Regions from separate parts of the Sus scrofa genome. Here all the other regions are linked to region 2. A link is a contact called in public Hi-C and HiChIP or PLAC-seq data. All regions are on one chromosome and are shown on one strand. Each heading gives the region's core, a stretch centred on a gene start, on an enhancer-like site or on the middle of the called end of the contact. The rest is flanking DNA. Distances are from core to core; before and after follow the strand shown. Region 1 holds the start of KDM6B (lysine-specific demethylase 6B). Region 2 holds the start of EIF5A (eukaryotic translation initiation factor 5A-1). Region 3 holds the start of TP53 (tumor protein p53).

Region 1 (4,452 bases), core at 1,779-4,278, 430 kb after region 2:
CTACAAGGAGTACATCAGCATGCTGCCCAGCATGGACCCCCCCGAGGCCTTTGGCCAGCACCCCAATGCAGACGTGGCCTCGCAGATCACGGAGGCGCGGACTCTCTTTGAGACCCTGCTTTCCCTGCAACCCCAGATCACGCCCACCAGGGCGGGAGGCCAGAGCCGAGAAGAGAAGGTAAGGACAGACAGATGCCTGGAGGTGGGGGGGGGCATGAAGAGGAGTGGTCCCCCACTCACTCGCCTGCCCGGGCAGGTCCTTGAGCTGGCCGCTGACGTGAAACAGAAGATTCCTGAAATGATCGACTATGAGGGGACCCGAAAACTGCTGGCTCTGGACCCCTCCCCCCTCAATGTGGTCCTTCTGCAGGAGATCCAGAGATACAACAAGCTTATGGAGACCATCCTGTAAGACGGAGGGGGGTCTGCAGAACGGGGGAGGGGGCCAGAGGAGAGGCCTTCCCTTCTGCCCAGGACGCCTCTCCCAGGCCCACCCCATCCCTAACCCTCCCTGGTCCTATTCAGGTTCTCACTGACGGACCTAGAAAAAGGCATCCAGGGCCTCATCGTCATGTCTACGAGCCTGGAAGAGATCTTCAATTGCATCTTTGATGCCCACGTCCCTCCGCTCTGGGGAAAGGCAAGGTTCCAGCACTGTAGAGCCTCCTCCAACAATGTACTCTCCTTTCACCTCTGTGCCCCCAACCTCCTGGTTCTAGAGAAGCTCACAGCAAACAGCCCTGAGCCTGGGCTGGGGAGCCAGACAGGTTCAAGGTTGAAATCTGGCTTTGCCTTCACTGACTGGCTTTGCAAAGTCATTAACTTAGAAACTTAGGGCAAGTTACTAGCCTCTCCAAGGGTATTTCAAGGATTCCTGGTACTGTGCATAGTGCCTAGCATGTGCTTCATTAATAGTGACTGGTTTGAAGTTCCTGTCGTGGCTCGGTGGTTAACAAATCCGACCAGGAACTATGAGGTTGCAGGTTCGATCCCTGGCCTCGCTCAGTGGTTGAGGATCTGGCGTTGCCGTGAGCTGTGGTGTAGGCCAGTGGCTGCAGCTCTGATTCGACCCCTAGCCTGGGAACCTCCATATGCCACCGGTGCCTCCCTAGAAAAGACCAAAAAAAAAGGAAAAAAAAAGTGGCAGTGTGACCAGTTCATATTACCGTTGCTATTGTTGTTAATAAATAGCTGTCATGGAGTTCCCCTTGTGGTGCAGTAGAAACGAATCTGACTAGGAATCATGAGGTTGTGGGTTCGATCCCTCGCCTTGCTCAGTGGGTTGAGGATCTGGCATTGCCGTGAGCTGTGGTGCAGGTCGCAGACTTGGTTTGGATCTGGCATTGCTGTGGCTCTGGCGAAGGCCGGCAGCTACAGCTCTGATTTGACCTCTAGCCTGGGAACCTCCATGTGCTGCGGGTGTGGCCCTAAAAAGACAAATAAATAAATAAATAGTTGTCATTTTATGCTTCTTTCCTGGAATTTGGCACCATGTATTCTTATATCTGCTCTGAGTGTTCAAAATAAGGATTTGAACACACACTGCCTCCTCCTCCAGGCATATCCCTCACAAAAGCCATTGGCTTCATGGACCCGGGACTTGGCTCTGCGTGTGGAACAGTTTGAGCTGTGGGCCAGCCGCGCACGGCCTCCTGTGATCTTCTGGCTGTCAGGCTTCACCTTTCCCACCGGCTTCCTCACTGCTGTGCTGCAGTCTTCAGCTCGCCAAAACAATGTGAGCAGTGCGGAACATGTGACGGGGAGGGATCTGGGCACATGTATTTTCTCTCCTCTTTGGGGGGTCCTCCCTTATTCTCACCTTCCATCCCCAGATTTCAGTGGACAGCCTCTCTTGGGAGTTTGTCGTCTCCACCGTGGACGACAGCAACCTAGTATATCCACCCAAGGTGGGAGCCAGATGTGCTTCTGGGCTCTGAGCAGAGGGGGCTCTGGCGGAGCAGGGTGCTGGGAGCAAAGGCGGGAAACAATTGGTTGAGAGGGGAGGACTGAGGTGCTGTTAACCGAGGGACTAGATTGCCCCTCAACCTGCCCCCATGTCTTCCCAGGACGGGGTCTGGGTTCGGGGCCTATACCTGGAGGGTGCCGGCTGGGACCGGAAGAACTCCTGCTTGGTGGAGGCAGAGCCCATGCAGCTTGTCTGCCTCATGCCCACGATCCACTTCCGACCTACAGAGAGCCGCAAGAAGAGTGCCAAGGGTGGGACAGCTCCCTCAAGCTTGCCTGCCCCATCCCTAGTCTGGATCAGCCCAGCCTCTGCTCCACCCTTCCTTCCCAGAGGCTCCAGGGTCTGACTCTTTCTCCTCTCCTTTCCGCAGGCATGTACTCCTGTCCCTGCTATTACTATCCCAACCGGGCAGGCAGCTCAGACCGTGCATCCTTTGTCATTGGCATCGACCTGCGCTCTGGGACCATGCCGTCTGATCACTGGATCAAGAGGGGCACTGCTCTACTCATGAGCCTGGACAGTTGAGAGGGCCTCCTCTTCTTCCTCGCTTGAGGGAGGGTCGAGGACGCTAGGAGCCAAGGCTGAGAACGCACCTCGGATAGAGGCTGGACCGCACTCAGGCCTTGACCTTGGTTGAATTTGTCTGTCCTGGGGACCTGGTAATCCCTAGTTCTGCTTGCCATGAAGGTGGAGGAATCGTATCGGAGTTCAGTGCAGTAAAACACCTCAGACCACCAGCCCGAAGTCTCTCAATGGGATAGTGGGGTTGTGGGGAGGGAGGAAGCCCGGGCTTTACGCAGGAGCTCCTGCGAGCCGCTACCAGAGGGAAAGGAGCAAGTGGGAGGGCTTCAGAGGAAGGGAGGTGTGGCCTCGATCGAAGGGGCCAGGCAGTGGGCCCTGAAGAAGGTGTGGCTAAACCTTGGGGGCAGGGCTTGAGCGGGTGGGGCGGGGCTTACTTTTGAAGGGCGCGTGATCCAAATGGATTAGGGGTTGGTCCGGCAGGGTTCAGTGCCAGACCCTGTACCTTCCACCCTGAACCCTGCATCCTGCATTCGCCATTTTATTCGGTACCTGCGCCGAGGCGAGCGGGGACCACCAGAAGGCGGGGCGGAGCGCGCGAGGGACTTCGGCGCAGGGAGGGGCGGGACCATGAGAAGGGGGCGGGGCTGGGCGCGGGGAGAGGGGGGCGGTGTTTGTGTTGGAAAATCCAACTGCGCCACGGGGCGGAGCGGCCCCCCCAGCCCCGGCCTGGGAGAGGGGGGGCCGCTCGACCCCCTGGACGACCTTGTGGAACCTGAACACCTGGGACACCCCAGAATTAGGTAACGGGGAGCCGGGGGGGGCATCTGGAAAGAGGGAAACCATCTTCGCGCAGGGGGGCGGGATGCCTGAGCCGCAGGAAGGGTAGAGCTGGGGATGGACGTTCGGGTCTCGGGAAAGAAGACTGGGGCGCAGGATATCTGGGTCCTATAGAAGAGAGCAGGGCGGGAGTGAGGGAAGAGCTGGGCGGCAGATGTCTTGGGTTCCGGATGTCGTGAGGGGCCTGAAAGGACTCCCCGTCCCTCTTGGGCTAGGATTCCCCTTCCCGACACTAGGGCGGGGCGCGGCGGTCCCTGACTGTGAAGGGCAGGACCGAAGGTCAGGGTTTGCAGATAGGTCAGCGTGACGGCCTCTTGAGGAAGGGTGTAGTCAGACAGGGTTGTGTCTCAAGTGCCGGGGCTGCGTCAAATCTCCCTCCAGTTCTTTCCACGGGGGACCTGGAGAGCCTTGCCTGTGACCCTCACAGCGGGGGCCCCGATAGCCTCCCAGCGGTAGCCTTCGCTCTCACCCGCTGCGCTGCACCTTACCTCCCTGCGATCGGCCTCACCCCGCTAGACTCCTTGTCCCAGGTCCTGCCCCTGCTCTGCTATCTCCTGTTAGCAGTCTTCGCTCGGCTCGGGCCCTCCTCCACTGAACCTTCCCATTGTAGCCACGAGATGGCGAGAGCAAGACGCACAGCGCGACTCAGGAGCCTGGGGTAGGGGATGCGGCCGAGAAAACAGCCGAAGCCCCCCGCCCCGGCCAGAGGGAAAGGTGGGCTGAGGCGCTCCTCTGACTTCCTGTCATCTCTGCCCACCACACAGGAAAGTGTGGGCGGGGGGGCGACAGGCTTGGGAGGAGGTGGGGGTCGGGACTCAGTCTCCGCCTCCCAGAGCAGGGGTAAATAGTGGGGAGGGGGCACGCGGGCAGGTTACTAAGCAACGCAGGTTCGCTTCCTGTCTGCTGCGGCTTGTGGCTGACTTAGGATGGGAGTTGGTGAGAATGGGGGGCTGGGAGACTGTGGAGAAGGTCGAGGGCAGGTCGACTGGTTCTCGAGACAGGGAGAGCCCTAGGAGGAAGGAGCGGAGCAGCGACCTGCGATGCCACTGAAACCGAGTCCGCGGTTGGTGTCGGGAGGGAGGCGGGACCCAGGCGAGGCGCTGTGCCCCGCTCGGCTTCCCTCCCAG
Region 2 (4,379 bases), core at 1,384-3,883:
TCATGGTTCCTAGTCAGATTCGTTAACCACTGAGCCACAAAGGGAACTTCCAAAGATGACATTTTAAAAGTAACAACTTCATCCACATATAACTCACGTATCATACAATTTAATTATTTAAAATGTATGATTCATTATATATATTTTTGTCTTTTTAGAGCTGCGCTTGTGGGATATGGAAGTTCCCAAACTAGGGGTCTAATTAGAGTTACAACTGCCAGCCTAACGCCACAGCCACAGCCACAATGGATCTGAGCCCCATCTGGGACCTATACCACAGCTCAGGGCAATGCTGGATCCTTAACCCACTAATTGAGGCCAGGGGATCAAACCCCCATCCTCATGGATTCTAGTTGGGTTCTCAACCCACTGAGCCATAATGGGAACCCCCAATGTTTTTTAATATCTGAATAGAGTAATTGTCACTCCAAAAATTTTTTCTTTTTTTTTTTCTCTTTTGGTCGCCCCATGTCACATGGAGTTCCCAGGCCAGGGATAAGATCCGAGCCGTGGTTTTGACCTAAGCTGCAGAAATGCCAGGCCAGAGATCGAACCTTCGTCCCAGCATTCCCAAGATGCCACTGATTGCACCTCACTGGGAATTGCCAATTTTAGAACATTTTCCTCATCCCAAAAGACACCCTCTGCCCCTTGCCCCATAGCCACTGGCGGCCTCTCTCCATCTCTTCATTTCCCCCTAAGCCCTGAGTCCTAGGCAACGACCATCTACTTTCTGTCTCGATACTTGCCTCTTCTGGACATGTCATGTAAATGATATAATACACTATGTGGTCTTTTGCGACTGTCATCTTGTATTTTTTTGAAGTTTTATTGAAGTTATTCTCTAAGTCTTTGTTTGTTTGGTTTGGTTTGGTTTGGCAGCGCCCCCAGCATGCAAAAGTTCCCAAGCGACAGCAGCGGCAACGTGTGCCAACTGCTAGGTCACCAGGGAACTCTGTGACTGATGTTCACCCATGTTGCAGCGTGTACCCAATACTTCATTCCTTTTTAGTGTGGAATAATATTTCATTGCATGGATGTACCATATTTTATTTATCCCTTCATCAGCTGATGGACATTTAAGTAGTTTATACTTGTTGCTGCTTATGAATAATGCTGCTTTGAACATGTGTGTGCAAGAATTTATAAACGGAGATGAAATTCACATAACATAAAACCATTTTTAAATAAACGATTCAGTGGTATTTAGTGCATTCACACGTTGTGCAACCACCACGTTTAATTCCAAAACATTTCATGACTCTAAAATAAAACCCCATGACCTCTGAACAGTTACTTCCCATTCCCCTTATCTCCAACATCTGGTGACCACCAATCTGCTATTTTTTTTTTTTTTTTTTCCCTTTTTGGCTGCATCCGCGGCATGTGGAAGTTCCCTGGCCAAGGATCCAACTCACGCCACAGCAGCGACCTGAGTCCCTACAGGGACGGTGCCGCATCTTTAACTCACTTTATCGCAAGAGAAGCCCCCAGTCTGCTTTTTGTTTCTATGTACTTACCTACTCTGAATATCTCTTATCAATGAAAGCATAAAGCATGTGACCTTTTTTGGCTTCTTAGCAAAATGTTTTCAAAGTTCATCGAGCTGGAGCATGCATTAACACTTCATTCCTTTTGGCGATTCATAGTCCATTACACACACATGCCACAATTTACTCATTCATCTGTTGACGGATGTTTGGGTTGTTTCCACCTTTAAAAAGTTTTTGACAAAAAAATTAATTAATTTAAAAAAAACACAATTTTTTTTAGGGCCACTCCTGGCATATCGAAATTCCCAGGCTAGGGGTCCGATGGGAGCTGCAGCTGCCAGCCTACACCACAGCCACACCAACATGGGATCACAGTCACATCTACCACCTACACTGTGGCTTGCAGCAATGCAGGATCCTTAACCCACTGTGTGAAGCCAGGGATCCAACCTGCATTCTCTCGCGGATACTAGTAGGTTCTTAACCGGCCGAGCCACAATGGGAATGAACCCCTTTGTTTCCACGTTTTGACCACCATGAATAGTGCGGCTGTAAACATTAGCGTGCAAGGATGTGAATACCTGTTTTTAATTTTGGAGGGAGGTAGATACCTAGGACTGGAATTGTTGGGTCATGTAATACATCTTTGACAAGAGCAGAAATTGGACTTTTAAACAATACTCTCAGGAAGACTGTTGTTGTTGTTTTCTCTCTCTCAAAGCAAATGCCATAAAACACAGAAAACTGAGTAGGAAGAGCTGGGGGTGATGATATTATATGCTACATAAATGTATTCATTCAAACGAGTGTTTGCAGTTTCCATCTAGCAGGTCACATCTCAAACAAAACAACCAGATTCCAAGCCCAGCTTAGTTGCTTGTCTTGTTACACAATTCTGTTGTCCACTTAGCTTACTGAAGCAATGAAGGCATACAGGTAGTGCTGAAAATCCTGGAACTGGAGAGGTAAGATTATAACCTTTCAGGAAAAGCAGCAGCTTTTTTCCCTAGAACGAGGGCCAGGTAAACTCATTCCGAGGGAGAGCATGTTTCTGGCTTCGCGGACACCTCCTAGGACTTAAAGAACGTCAGTGAAATCTGATACCCCACTCTTCATTACAGTGAACTTTTTCTAGGTTTGCTTGTAGACGACTGCTCTGGAGACGGCGGAGACTAGGTGGAGGAAAAAGAGAAATACCGTGTAAGTCTCTACATCTTAGGAATCAGAAGTAGAAAGGCCTCTGTGGAAACTACTGGGACCAACACGGACCAGGGTTTTAAACAAGATGGTGGCTGAGGGCAGGACCGCTCTATCTTCCCGCGCGAAACTCTATGGCAGAGCAGAAGCGCAGTTTAGAGAAGTGAAGCTGAGAAGGGTGGTAACCCGACCAGCACTAGCGCGCTAGGGCGGCTGGAATCGAAAGGGCTCTGCCGCGCATGTGCGGAACCGTGGGGGATGGGCTCAGAGACAAGGGGCCCACCCCACAGCACAAGTTTTCTGAAACGTGTGAGTCTTTTAAGACCAGCTAAAGCCGAAGTGGGGCGTTTCCTAAGACGCATGCGTTCTAGACAGAACCAGCAATACAGTGGCGTGGTCTTTTCAACGCCTGGCGTACAGACGACGTCTGAGGTGGAAGGGGCGGTCAGGATTCCCAACACGCATGCGCTTTGAGGCCGAGGCGTTTCCTTCAGAGGGTGTGGAGTGCGGGGCTCCTTACTGCGCAAGCGCAAGGACTGTCCGGTAGAGCTGGTGGTCTAACCCGGGGAGGGGAGAGGAGGTGGAAGGGCTTAAAAAACCGGGTGCGCCTGCGCGTTGTCTACCGGTGGGACGAGCTCAGGATTTGTGAGGGGCGGGGTCACGTATGCGCGTCATTGGATGGGTAGGTAGGAGGGAGGGTGGAGATCGGGGAGGGTCTGTGCGCTTGCGCAGTGCGGGGGTGGAGGGCGGAGGAGATAGGTAGCACGCTTGCGCGGCTGTCACAGGGCTGCTTGGTTGGTCAGTGGGGAGTCGGCGCCTGCGTACTAAGACCCGTGTGCAGCAGCAGCGGCGGCGGCGGTAGAGGCGGCGGCGGCGGCGGCGGCGGCAGCGGGCTCGGAGGCAGCGGTTGGGCTCGCGGCGAGCGGACGGGGTCGAGTCAGTGCGTTCGCGCGAGGTGAGAGCGAGCAGGGCGCGCGTGCGCGGAACCTTGGTTTGGGCCTGGGAGTAGAGATGGAACTGCGCGAGTGTCGGGGAGGGGGCAGAGGGGAGCGGCGGCCACCGCCGCACGGGGTTCGGTCGGGCAGCAGCGCGAGGTGCGGAGAGGCTCGGGCGCGCGCCCCGGTTGGCGCGCGGGGTGACGGTTGGGGCTGGCCGGGTGACGTTGGAGCGACGCAGGGCGGGGGACGGCGAGCCGCGAGGCCGCCACGCGGGAGAGGCCGCCGGGCGGCCACGCTGGGACGAGGGCCGGGGACCAGATCGGCCCGCCGGGGCAAGGGTACCTGGGCCGTTTAGAACCGGGAGCCGCGCGGCCACGTGAGGTGGGGGAGGGGGCTATTCGGTGAGAGGGCATGTGGGGGGGTTGGCGGCCAGCGAGGGGAGGGGAGGCGGCGTGGCTCCGGCCTGGCGCGGCCTTTGAGGAGGGGGCGCCCGCAGCACCGGAAGTGCCCCCACGGCAGCCTGCCCTCGGGGTCGGAGGCCGCATGGCCGAACGTGGACGGGGGCCGCATGGCAGCGCGGGGACCCCTCCCCCCAGGTCCCCGCCACCGGAAGCCCCGGGCGGCCACATGGTGGGCGGGAGCCGGCAACCCCCCGCGCGGGGAGAGCTAGTCCTCGCGGGCGCTTAAGGGGGCTTGGAATTTTGAGGAGTGCGAGTAGCCCGTGGCCCGGATCCTGATCACTCCGGAGAGC
Region 3 (3,969 bases), core at 672-3,171, 290 kb after region 2:
CTCCTAAGTATATATCCAAGAAACATAAAAACATATGACCACAAAAAGAACTGTACAAGAATGTCAAGAGCAGCTTTATTAAAACTAATCCCAAACAGGAAACAACTCAAAAGGCCACCACGAGGAGAATGGATAAACAATGGATGGTTTATTCATCCAGTGCAACACATTAAATGAAAAGGAGCAAGATACTGATACACCACTGACACATGCAATAAAATGGGTGCATTACAAAGATTTTGCTGAAGGAAAGAAGTCTGACACAAACGAGCACGACCTGTATGATTCCATTTATAAAGCAGTTCTCCAACAGGCAAAACTATTCCATGAGGACAGAAATCAAAATGAAGGTGGAGGGTTAAAGATAAACTGGAAAGAAGCATGAGACTTGTATTTTGATAGGAGGTGAGTGTAAATGCTACCTCGATTTAGAAAAAAAGCGCGTAAGTACCGCCCACAGAGTCTGATTCGCAGCAGGTGCGAGGTAGGCGACCGCGCCCTAAATGGTGAAGATGCCCCAGGAGAGCATTCGACGGACTCCGCGCGGGGTCAAGCCGCCTCCCGCAGGCGAGAACTAGCCGGGACCGGAGGGCTGCACTTGGGAGCTCCGTCCCCGCCCCTCTCCAAGCCCCGCCCCTTCCGCTTTCACGACGTTCATTCTGCGTCCGAAAATGGGGATGGCTCAGCCCAAAGCCGGATACAGAAGAAATTGTTTCTCTGCCACAAACAAACAACCCCATCGTTATGCTTTTTTATCGTTTAAATCTCAGATGTACCCATTCTCGAAGATACCCAAGGTTTGCCTTCTGATATTTAAAGAAAAGAAAACCGCCCCAGGCAATGGTAGCGTCCGCCTGGTTAGCAGACAACCAGGAAGGAGCACACCATTCACAAGAGGGGGAGGGACTGAGGTTTGCATCATAACAAATGCTTTTTCCTTCCCAAAAGCGGTGGCTAAGTAGTCCATGAAGGACAAAAAAAAGGTAGAGGGGGTTAACAGCCCCTTGCAGCAAGCAATAGGAACCAGTTTAAAAGACCTTTTCTCTTTCTACTTCCCTCACATCGGGTGAATAGTGGGCTGTTCCGAAGAAAAGAAACCGGAAATGCTCCTGCGAGTGGCAGAAATGTAAATGCAGAGCCAAACAATAACAGGGCTCCCGGGCCTCTCCGGCCGGGTTACTCCTCCGAGGCTTCGCGGGCAAACCTCTTGTTTAGCATGTCCCATTTCCACAACTGACAGCCTTTAAATGGACTTTCTCCATCCTGAGGCGCTGAAGGCCAGTTGGAAAGTTCACTCAAGAAAGGACAAAGGTCCGGAAGTTAGCACCTTGGACTTCCCGGAGCACTCCGGATAACCACTTCGGAATGGAGTCCAGGGTTCCACTGGGATGCCATACGCACTAAAATCTCGAGCCATAAATCCCCAAAGTTCCAAGATCCCAAAGCCTCGGACCTTGATGCTTTGTGTGTCTTATTAAGGGCTCCCCCACACCGGGTACTGAAATGGGGTGGTGGCGGTGGTGGGGAAGAACCCCTTAGGCAGGCTCAAGTTTTCCCCAAAGCCCCACTACCCGGCGCAGGTGTTCAGCTTTTTAGTTCGGTTGGTCCTAACATCCCTATCATCTACACTCAGGCCTCCCAACATTGCATTCCTCTGTTGATGCCGCTAGAAGAACTTCCATTTCCCCCCCCCCCCCAAATCACTAAATCTTTCGCTCCACCTCCATCCTCCTTTCTTCTGAGCTGAAAATACACAGACCCGAGAGCCCATGACTCATAGAGTATTCATCAGGCTCAGTTAAGAGCTTACCCGAAGCTCAGGAGAGCGTGTCACTGTCCTGGGATGCACGCTCGAGACGGGACGTCAGGTGACCCCGGAGACCAGCAGCTACCTGCGCCAAGGATGGTGGCCCTGGACTTTTGAGGAGCTCAAAACTTTTAGCGCCAGTCCGAGCACATGGGAGGGGAAAATCCCAATCCCAGCAACCATCGCGAGACTCCTGGCACAAAGTCGCCATGACAAGTAAGGGCAAGCAATTACCCTGCGGGCGGTGGCGACGGACGGAGGTGGTGAGGGTGAGGGGAGTCAGGATTCCTGCTGTGTTGGTTTTGTAGCTACTGACAGTTTGCGGTGAAGAAATTCGACAACCCAGATCTGTGAGAACAGAATTGGTGGAAACCATTTTGAAAGACTTGTCCCCGAGTCAGACATGAAGGTGAAAGAAAGACAGCCTTTGCACCTTTTGCCTGGAACTCTGCTCTCCCAGATGGCTGGATAGTTCCTCATTAGCTAAAATGTCAATTTTTAGGAAGACCTTCCTTAATGTTCCAAGCTAACGTATTCTCCTAGTTACGTTGTATCACACTGTCTTGTTTAATTTCCTTCCTAGACCCTATCACGTTTTGAAATAATTTGTTCCTTGCCTTCAATACACAGCAACCTAAGCGTTAGGAGAGCAGAGACCTTGCCTACTATCTTATTCATTCTTGTCTTTTCCAGTACAGTACTGGGTAGCAAAGAAGAGCTCAATGATAAATATTTATTGAATGAATGAAAAGAGACGGAGGTCTGAGGAGTTGAGATGCAAAACAGGTTCAAACCCCGTAAAAACAAATATAGCGCTCGCGCCCTCTGCAGGTGGGGAGGGGAGTAGGTGCTTGAAGAATGATAGCGCGAGGAGCTCAGACACATCTCCCTGACTCAGAAGCTCTCGGACTACAAGTCCCAGCAGGCACTAGGAGATTCAGGACTGGAGGGGAACGGTAACCCGTGACCTGTTACGTCCCTGCCCCGCCCCTCTTGTGGGTCGCCCGCGAAGTCTGATCCGGGATGCGGAGGTCCAATCGAATGGTGGGCCCAAATCCCGCGAGAACAGGTGGCGCGTAGCCACCGACAGGGCTAAGGATCGCCGAGCTCTCCAACATTCCTGTTCGCCCGCCTCGCCTCGCGAGGCCTGGGGGCGGGGGGCTGTTTTCTGTCCTATCCCGGGAGCAGAAAGAAGGCACTGCTGGGTTTCTCCAGTTCTGCGTCCGGATCCGTGCGAACTTACGGCGGTCTCTGCCGTTCCGCAGGCCCGGCAGCTGGTAGCCGGCGGGAAGAGGATTGCCTGGCCGCGGCCAATGTTTGCCGTGCTTCCTCTGCAGTATGAAGACCCCGGAGGCGCCAGTGTTAGCTCCGGACTGCCTTCCTTCAGACCAGGCCCCAGCTGCAGCCCGTCTCTCTCCTCAGGCTTCCTCGATGGATAAAAATACGAACCCTGAACAGACGCCACCGCCACCCGATGGGGATGATGCGCCCCGGATATCCCCGGATCCTGGAGCTGGCTCGGCCGTGTCCCAGGAGCTGGGGGAAGGGGACCCAGCTTCTCTCTCCACTCCGTTGGAAGCTGAGTTTGATACTCCTAGTGAGTTGAGCCCTCGAATCGAGGAGCAAGAACTTTCTGAAAAAGTGAGCCTTCCTGCAGAAGAAACGAACAAGCCAGAGTTGGGGCCGGGAGAAGACATGGAAGATGTGTCTGAGGAACCCGCTCCAGAGGATGAGGGATACACGTAAGTGCTGATGGCAGTTGGCTCAGGAATCTGAGGAGGTTGGAAATGTGAGATATATCTCATCCGCCAGTCCTCAGCCCCACTTCTCCAGGCCCATTTCTCCTTGGCTTTGGCGACCCAGGTTTGTCTTCCCCATCTTCCTTCCAGCACTTGGAACTACAGCTTCTCGCAGCTACCCCGGTTTCTTAGCGGTTCCTGGTCAGAGTTCAGCACCCAACCTGAGAACTTCTTGAAAGGCTGTAAGTGGTAAGTAAGGATGAGGAGGGGGCTCACCTCTGCCACAGGTCTGCTCAGCTCAAGCCCAACACTCGCAAGATACAGGTCTATCCAGGCTTCTCTCTCCTACTCCTAGGGCCCCTGATGGTTCCTGCATCCTGACCAATAGTGCTGATAACGTCCTGCGGATTTATAACCTGCCCC

What was found. A called contact is a pair of places that touch in the nucleus more often than the background predicts. HiChIP or PLAC-seq counts read pairs in DNA pulled down with a chosen protein or histone mark.
Region 1: a contact with region 2 is called in a Hi-C map of liver, with 3 times the contacts expected there. The contact joins the promoter of KDM6B here to the promoter of EIF5A in region 2. A contact is called at or near these places in 1 of 5 promoter capture datasets (fetal liver), 1 of 47 Hi-C or Micro-C datasets (liver) and 1 of 2 datasets of contacts at active chromatin or transcription factors (alveolar macrophages).
Region 3: a contact with region 2 is called in an H3K27ac HiChIP or PLAC-seq map of alveolar macrophages. The contact joins the promoter of TP53 here to the promoter of EIF5A in region 2. A contact is called at or near these places in 2 of 5 promoter capture datasets (fetal liver and liver), 2 of 47 Hi-C or Micro-C datasets (heart right ventricle and liver) and 2 of 2 datasets of contacts at active chromatin or transcription factors (alveolar macrophages and skeletal muscle).

Annotation. Positions count from the first base shown.
Region 1 is chr12:53,084,044-53,088,495 of Sscrofa11.1, forward strand. KDM6B (lysine-specific demethylase 6B) reads left to right here and starts at 3,029. Exons shown (of 26, transcript XM_021067833.1): 1 at 3,029-3,288. DNAH2 (dynein heavy chain 2, axonemal) reads left to right here. Exons shown (of 89, transcript XM_013981316.2): 83 at 1-178; 84 at 257-408; 85 at 526-640; 86 at 1,559-1,735; 87 at 1,833-1,907; 88 at 2,067-2,217; 89 at 2,337-2,701. The coding sequence ends at 2,491. It overlaps LOC110255906 (collagen alpha-2(V) chain-like), which reads right to left. Exons shown (of 4, transcript XM_021066316.1): 4 at 4,335-4,452. The coding sequence ends at 4,335.
Region 2 is chr12:52,656,407-52,660,785 of Sscrofa11.1, forward strand. It overlaps EIF5A (eukaryotic translation initiation factor 5A-1), which reads left to right and starts at 2,634. Exons shown (of 6, transcript XM_021067817.1): 1 at 2,634-2,693.
Region 3 is chr12:52,951,865-52,955,833 of Sscrofa11.1, forward strand. It overlaps TP53 (tumor protein p53), which reads right to left and starts at 1,922. Exons shown (of 11, transcript NM_213824.3): 1 at 1,811-1,922. WRAP53 (telomerase Cajal body protein 1) reads left to right here and starts at 2,810. Exons shown (of 10, transcript XM_003131944.4): 1 at 2,810-3,549; 2 at 3,697-3,795; 3 at 3,902-3,969. The coding sequence starts at 3,146.